Linked DNA regions of Macaca mulatta: region 2 is linked to region 1. The links are chromatin contacts, called in public Hi-C maps. All regions are on one chromosome and are shown on one strand. The core of a region is the stretch at or near the end of the contact, and the rest is flanking DNA. Distances in the headings are between cores, read along the strand shown. Region 1 overlaps LOC114679505 (a long non-coding RNA gene). Region 2 has its middle 590 kb from the start of NR2F2.

The links. Hi-C and Micro-C count contacts between places; a contact is called where the count stands out from the background.
Region 2: a Hi-C map of fetal cortex germinal zone shows a contact between it and region 1, with 4 times the contacts expected there. The contact joins two enhancer-like sites. A contact is called at or near these places in 4 of 14 Hi-C or Micro-C datasets (fetal cortex germinal zone, fetal cortical plate, liver and 1 more).

The regions. Positions count from the first base shown.
Region 1 is chr7:86,514,489-86,518,403 of T2T-MMU8v2.0, forward strand. The region is part of intron 1 of LOC114679505 (a long non-coding RNA gene); the gene reads left to right. Among named protein-coding and RNA genes, the nearest start is that of NR2F2, 35 kb to the left of the region's middle. Within about 2 kb of position 2,288, at least 5 of the 40 cell types and tissues checked have an H3K27ac peak or open chromatin away from gene starts, as enhancers often do.
Region 2 is chr7:87,064,796-87,068,710 of T2T-MMU8v2.0, forward strand. No RefSeq gene overlaps it. Among named protein-coding and RNA genes, the nearest start is that of NR2F2, 590 kb to the left of the region's middle. Within about 2 kb of position 1,651, at least 3 of the 40 cell types and tissues checked have an H3K27ac peak or open chromatin away from gene starts, as enhancers often do.

The DNA.
Region 1 (3,915 bases), core at 1,038-3,537:
GAGGAACGCGGGCGGGCGGCGCGGCTGGGAGGCTGGGGCCCTCCTGTCAGCAGCTGGTTCCAAGGGAATCCCCTGACCCGTGAGCTGTCCCTCTGTCTGTGGCCCTGGGTCTCGGGCCTGGGCTCTCGCAGCTGCTGGGATGCTTTGCTGCGCCTTCCACATGCAGCCGCTGCACTTCTCCCTTGAGCCGCATTTCCGGCCACCTCACCTTCCTTGAAGTTTTCTAGTATATAAGGAGGAATTTTCGGCCCAATTTAGAAGGCTGCAGAAACTCAGAGGGTCAGGTCATTAGGAATGTTAACGCAGCGACCAAGAATTATAAACATGATCTGAAAGTCTCTTCCAATTCATTTCTTCAGGTATTTATTTGAGCTAAGTGATGAAAAGTGACAGTTGTGAAATAGACAGCTTTTAAAAGTAATGAAGTCAGATGAGGCTTTAACCTGTCGATTGCTATAAATCAACTTTGAAAAAGAGGAATGAAGAATGTTATTTGAGCACCTAACCGCCAGCATTTGCTGTGCCGGCTGTCGACCCTGGAGTTGGTCTGTGAGCACCTTCCAGGAGGCAGGACCCAGCGAAGCCCTGCGCCTGCAGTGTGACCCTCAGGCGACATGCAGGATTAGGGGCCGCACTGCCAAAAGGCGACATTTTGGTGTGTGGGAGAAAGAGGGTTCCATTTCCACTCAGACTTTTGTCATGGGTTTGGGCTATGCAACGTATCTGGGCAGGTGACCCCAGCCCTTAGCACAGTTGGGAATTCAGCCAGGCTGCCACCCATGGGACTGAACCCCGAAATACAGATCGGCGCCCAGCCCAGCTCCCCAGCTGGCTAAGGGCGTCTACTTCCTTCTTCTAGCCGGTTGGGGAAAGCCCAGGGCCTGCATGACTCCTGGACTCTTACTAACCCTTTAGAAATGGTGGCAGCAGGGTGAGGAGGATGAGGAGACTAAACTTCCCCAGGGTGTGGGTGGGTGAGTTGAGCCGGGGCTGAGTTATCTATCACATTAAATGACTCTCTTATGTGAGGGAAACCCGGGAAGGAGGGGTCCTGGGGGCCTGGGGGCTGAAGGCAGGATAGAGCAGGTGTCTGAAGTTCTTGTGGGGAGGGAAGAAGGGTCCCATTCCCGACATGCCCCCGTCAGGGCATCCAGAATGCCTTCTGAAAAACATGAACTGGTTGGGTGTTTTAAAGTAAACCTTACACACTCTTTTGGAGATCTCAGTTCCCTACAATTGCAATTTCAGTCTTAGCCGGGTTTAGGGACGCTATCCTTTTCACAGTGACTTCACCCCACTCTGTCCCTGTCTGCACTCCAAACCTAAGCCCGGGAGAGTTCCCCGGGCCTCTGGCCCTCTGCGTCTGCTAGTCTCTTTCCCCCAAGACTCCCCGAGGTGGAGAGAGCACTGGTGCTCCTTGGAGAAATCAAGGTGTCCAACATTCCCTCCGAGGTGAGGCTGCTTGAGCGCCAGCAACAGGTCCTGCTGCACTTTCTTGCCCGGCTCGTTCACTCCGCTTGCTCTCCATCCTCATTTCTGGGATCAAATGGGAAAGAGGGAATACTCCTCGACCCCTCTCCCCCCTTGACTATCCAAAGCAGCCCGAAGATGGCGAGGAGACTGTGCCGGGTCTTCGGGCAAATGCCCCGCCGGGTGGCTCCAGAAATGGCCTGTGACCTGCACTCACCTCGGAGAAATTCCAACTCTTGTTTGAAGACTCCTACTTAGAGGAGCCCTCTGAGGATACGCCCCTGGAGAAAGTGCACCAGAGGGAAAGTGGAGAGAACCACGCCCTCCCCAGGCGCTAGCCAGCGACTCCCGGGCCAGCAGGGCCAGTGGCTCCTTTCGGGCCCACCCTGGCCTAGTGATTCTCTGCGGCCTTGGAGGGGTGCGGAGAGGTGAAGCCGATCTTGGGCAGCGCCCCTCCCCTTGCAGGTCTAATTTCCCTTCTCTGGGGACCTGGAGGTGGGAAGCTAGGCCCCCAACTCGGGCATAGGCGGCTCGGACCCCATCGGCATCCAGCCCGCCTTCGGAGTTAGCTGGAGTTGGAACCTGGCGGCCTCGGGTGTCCGCAGCACGCTGTGCGGCCACTGGCCTCCGCCCGCTCCGCTAGCGCCAGGGCTTTCTGCACCCCAGGCGGGGGAAGCGAGGGCGTGGGGGTCTCCTAGACCAGCCCGGGTGACGGCAGTAGGGGACCGACAACTTCCATTTTCCGACCCCGAGAAGGGAAACTCAACGGAGGGGGCCGGTCGAGACTCCTCCTCCACTCCGCCCCGAGGCAGCCCGGCTAGACTAGCGGCGGGTCTCCGCCCGCCCGAGCGTTTCCATAAATCAGGCCGCTGGCAGGCTGCTAATTAGCTCGGGCGGAAAAGAATAGAAAGAGGGAGAGTTCGGTAGCGCACTGTGGGGTGGGGGTGGGGACTCAGTAGGTGGGAGATCAGAATTTCTCTAGGACCATTGGGAGACTCCCTGGGGTACCTCAGCAACACCCCCGCCCCGCACCCCCGGCCCAGGCCACCGTAGACCTCCTCCCCCCAATCTGGGCCTGCAAGCAGGGGCTTTGGGCTCACAAGCCTCCCGCACTGCGCTCCCCCGCGTTCGACCTGGCCCGCCCACCCACGCCGAGTCCCCCTCTCCCACTCGCTGAACAAACCCAGAGTTAATTAACTCCCCCTCCTTGCCCCCTGCAATATCGGAAGACTTTCAAAACTCATCTCCAAGTGTTTCCTCTTTAAGCCTAAAGCTTGGAACAACCGCCAGGGAAAGAGGGGAGCTGGGTCTAGAAGAGTCGGTCACCTCCGAGCTTTCGGGCAACAAGACTTCCCCACAGATTGTGTGGGTTGTGGGATGAGATGCAGCAACCCTATTTCTCCTCCCCCAGTGAAAAGGCAAGACGATCAATCAAAATTAGAAATAACATTGAAGTTGGATTTTTGATTTCCATGTAAATTGCGAACAGAGGATGTGGCGAGTGAGAGCGACTTCTGTTTATTTTCTCTTTTCCTCCCCCATCCTTCTCCTAGCTCCGCGCCCCTCCCAGCCTTCCCGCCCTTAGCCGGGAAAGGACTCTGAGATGACATCACCACAGAGACCCGCGGCCTCCCCGCCCCCGGCCCCGGGACCCCGGAGCGGAGATTGACAGGTGTCGCTCGTTAGGACAATGCCTTCCAGGTGCCACTGTCACAGTCCCATCCTTCCTAACCCGCCCTCTTTGCCCCCTTCCCTTCCAACTCTCATACCTCCCCCCTTTCTCCTCTGGGGTAAGTTCTCACATTCGCACTCCCAACCCCCAGTTCCTCGCATCTGGGCACAGGGCCCCAGGTCTAGAGATGCGGGCAGGGGGCCGGAACCGAAGGGCAGGGGTGGCAGAGGCTCCGCCTGCTGCCTGCCGTGGCCGCTCCGAGGTGCCAGGAACTCCGGTAAGGGTCCCGGCGGCTGCAGCCCGGGAGTGGGCAAAGAGGGAACATGCGTGTATTTTAAAGGGATCAGCGCGGTCTCTGGACTTCCCTGTCTTCGCTCTCCACCCCCGCTCCCCCCGCAACGCACACATAATATAACAGACGCGAAGATAATCCTGCCATCTGGCAAATCCCAAGTTTGGCGACCAAGCTCGGAAAGCAACAGCGACGGCTCATCCCGGGAGTAGGTGGCTGGTCCTGCCGGACTCTCCGGAGCTGGGGCAAGGGCGGTGGACTCTACCCGCACCTGCCCCCACCTCTGCCCCATCCCCGCCCTGACCGGGTAGAATGTGGGGTTTTTCTATTGCACTCGTCAGCAGTTCTGGGTGTCTGGAATGGGGGAGCTGTAAGTGTGGGGCTCCGACCCCACTTTCCACCAATGCTGCCTCAATGAGTTAAAACCCAAATTCGGCTTCATTATGTACAACCGAATGTAAATTATAGCTAGGCGGTCTGT
Region 2 (3,915 bases), core at 401-2,900, 550 kb after region 1:
AATTCATTTCCTGCACTGTAACAGGAATGATGTGTCTAAAGATACTCTGATTACATTCTCTCCTCTTGAAAGTTATTTGATGGCTCTCATTGACCAAGCTCTTCTTAACCCAACACACAAGGTCCTTTACAATCTGGATCCACTTCCCTGGGCTAGTTGTCTTCTTATCTGTCTCCTGTGCTAGACAGCAAGACAGCAAAGGCTGCAGCTAGGCATTCTCAGCACCTGGACTGGTGCCTGCCACCTAGATGATGCCCAATAAATGGTTGCTGAATACATAAGTATGTTCTTAGTCAGAAGATTCTATCAAAATTGATTACAATTTCATATTTAAGGTTTATAATGCAAAATAAACTTTGAGCTAATTTTGGTGTTAGAATCCAAATGGAATATTTTTAGAGCCTATTATTTTCCAAAATTGTTTGCAAGTTAGCAATTAAGCTACTAATACAAATATTCATATCATTGCTCATACTCCACTGAACTGCTCTTCTCAAACACTAAGGGAAAGTTAATTTCAAGGCACATGCCTGATATTGAAGTGAATAAATTATATCTTTTTTATTATCTAAATAAAAGCCAATGGGTTTTTTGTTTGTTTTTGTTTGTTGTTGTTTGTTGAAAGAGTTACACATTATCCCTGCTTTGCACAAACAAAGTTAAGGTTGTTTATTCAGAGGCAAGATTTGGCAGTGAGGGGAGAAAATGGCTTTGGCTAACTCAGTTTAACTGACTTAAACTTGAGCACTGGCAGCTCCCACCCCTATAGAGAAACTCCCAAAGTTGTTCTTAACTGGCCCCACAAATCTAATAGGAAAAGGATTTGCTGATGAAAAACATCTGCCTTAGGGTATAGTGAAGATTCCACAGAAAGTTATACTTCACATGCTGTGACCTTATATGAATTTTCTCTACTAATCTTTATCTGGGGGAAAACTCTTGAAATTCTCCCTCCCAGTTTCATCATCAGCTTTTTACATACCTTTTCTCCTTGGCAGAAGCAACTACATTGTCTTGTTGGAAAGAACAGAGAAGCTATTGAAGACCATTCATTTAACCCCAAGGCTGTCATTACCCTATGAGCTGAAAAGCTGAGTCACTTTAGAAGCAAATATAGAAAATGCCAAAAAAGGATCTATACCCATTACAAGACTACAGAAACACATGTCAAAGTTTATTTGAATAAATAGAGATGTAGCATGTTGGATAATTTTGAATTTTTTGATTTATATAGAAGAGAGATTTTTGAATGAGTTAAACTCAGTTCCCATATTCTTCCAGCCATATAACCAGTCTAGCAGAAGACCACACATATTGAAATTCAAGGTCAATAAAGTTACCAAAATAAACCCATCCAATGCCAGAAAGAAATATAGAGAAATATAGTGAGATGGATTATTTGAATATCACATTAAAATTTAGAATCCACATTTTCTAAGTAAGATGGAGAATTTAGGTTTCACAAGAAATTAAGACTGAAAAACTATTAACGAAGAAAAATGAATTATGCAGTTAAGGTGGCCTACGCTATGTACACCTATTGAAGAAGCCTCATGTTCTTACTACATCTTGCAGAAAGGAGTGCTTCACTCTGGGGATCATATTCTACGCCCCCACTCCCTTGGTAGGAAAAAAATCAGATTTAACTGCGTGCTTAGGCATGTGGTGTTTATGGGAAAAGTTGTGTGTGGGTGTGCACTTAACTACTCAGGAGGGATATGCAGTATGAGTCAAATTTCAGAAGGCTTTCCTACTTCTGAATTCCAAGAAACCAAAACAGTCAACTGGATGAATCTACTTACAAGCCCAGAAAAGCAATGAGGCATTTTCATATCACAAAAGTAGGGTAAATTTTTCATTTTTGCCATGAATTATTTAAGAGATGCTTGCCGTACCCTGAGCAGATGATCTAGTTCCTCTCCTAAATGGGCAGTTGCCCTTTGAAGGGAAAAAAATGAAGAGAATTTGATTAGAAACAAATGAAAACCAGTTGATATGTTTTCAGTCTGGCAACTTGCCCACTCTCCCTGTCTTCAAAGTCAGAGATAGTGAGATAGTATTTAAGTTATCCTGTACAGGTATTGTACTGCACCTAAGAAACACCGTGAAAGTTGAATTTTCTAACTAAATCTCAATTATCTACATATATGAGACATATAAAAATACAAATTTTCATAACCATTTTTTAAATCATTTACTATTTACAAAGTCCTGGTTTCTGTCGAATTTTAGAAATGTAAGATTTCCATTTGCTAATGAGTTGGAGTCCAAAATAATTGCAGACACAAATCCTTTGGAGTTCAGTTCTATGATAATCTCTGGCCTCAACGTTGGCCTGTTGCACTGAGATGGAATTGACAGGACAAACGGAAGAAGGAAGAGCCCTGTGCAGCTATGGCTTCAATTCCTGGTTTCGCTAGTTGGCGTGGTGAGTGAGAATTTCTTCCACGCCTTGCTATCCCTGGGGTAGAATATAGGCATGCAAAAGCTGGAATACCATTGACGAGAGTTGTTTCATAAGTTTGGCACCCACTAGCACTTTTTTCCCAGTCCAGGGACTTGGATAATTATCTTGGTTCATGGTGGGTGGCATCTCACTAACAAATTGTTCTCTTGAGAGTACCATTGTTTCAGGTTTTGCAGCTAATGGTCTGGAATTTTTGGACTAATTGATTTAAATTTGTAATAACTTCTTTGTTTTATGTAGAAATGATTGGTCTTAGCACTGTAGGGCTATTCTAGCCTTGCAACTTTACATGTTTAGAATAATTGGATTAGATTTGTAATATTCTTTTATTTTATGCGGAAACTACTGTTCTGACCACTGAAGGATCGTTGTATCCTTGCAGCCTTTTTCATGGAAACTAAACTCTTTGTTTTGCAGAGCTTCCCAAAAGTTAGTAAGCTTCACAAGGATAGGAAGCAAGTCTGTTTCCTAGCTTTGCTTCATCCTCCGAGGTCTACCCAGTATTTTCCATAGAAGGATTCCTTAAGGGTGTGCTGAACTGAATCCTATATATATGTCCTTGAGTCTGTTGCATAAATATGGGTAACTGTTTGCAATCATGGAAGAAAAGTAGAAATGATAGTCTGCCAGTCATTTCTCTAGCTCTGTCTTTGCTGCTTATTAGTGATGTGATCTTCAAAAAATCACTGAACCCATCTAAGTTTCACCTTTTGCACTTGTACAATGGCAGTAGTAGAAGGTAACTGATCTTAGCAAGTTATCATAACAATCAAGGGTGAAAATATGTATGAGAAAGTGTGTGCTCTATAAACATACTGTACTATAGAAATCCAAAGTATAATTATTATTAAATCTCACTTTGCTACCTGATTTTCTGATTAGTAACACTGTGGGGCCTGAGTTTCTGAGTCAGCAGCTCCCCTAACCCTCAGGCAGCATTAGGACTCATTTTTCTTACCTGTGTTTGACCTCCTTATCTCTAAGTTTCTAATTTAAAGACATGGTTTCTTAATTTGTGTAAATGAAAGATCATGAACTTTACATTGGATTATATATGTAAATGTTATTAAAGATTTTTATACTAAAAGCATAATAATTAGATGCATAGAAAGTAAAGAGACTGAACATATAACTTAAATTCTAGGTGTTTTTGTTCTATTCTAGTGAGTGCCCTAATTTCTGTACTCATTGTGCAGAGATTCTTACCTAAGGAGTTAAATTTGACAGGATCCAAATAATAATGTGATTAGAGGGATACTGTAGCACTATGGCAGTGGGGATCAACTTGCCTAAAACATTTCAGAGGGAGATAGTCTATATAATTGTTTCTACGTCAAGATGAGAGAAACCTGCCAATGTTTCCTCACCCACATCAAGTGACCCTTTCTCCAATGGTCACTTGACCCTCTCTCCAATAAGCCATTCAAGTGACCACTGCCCATTTGTAT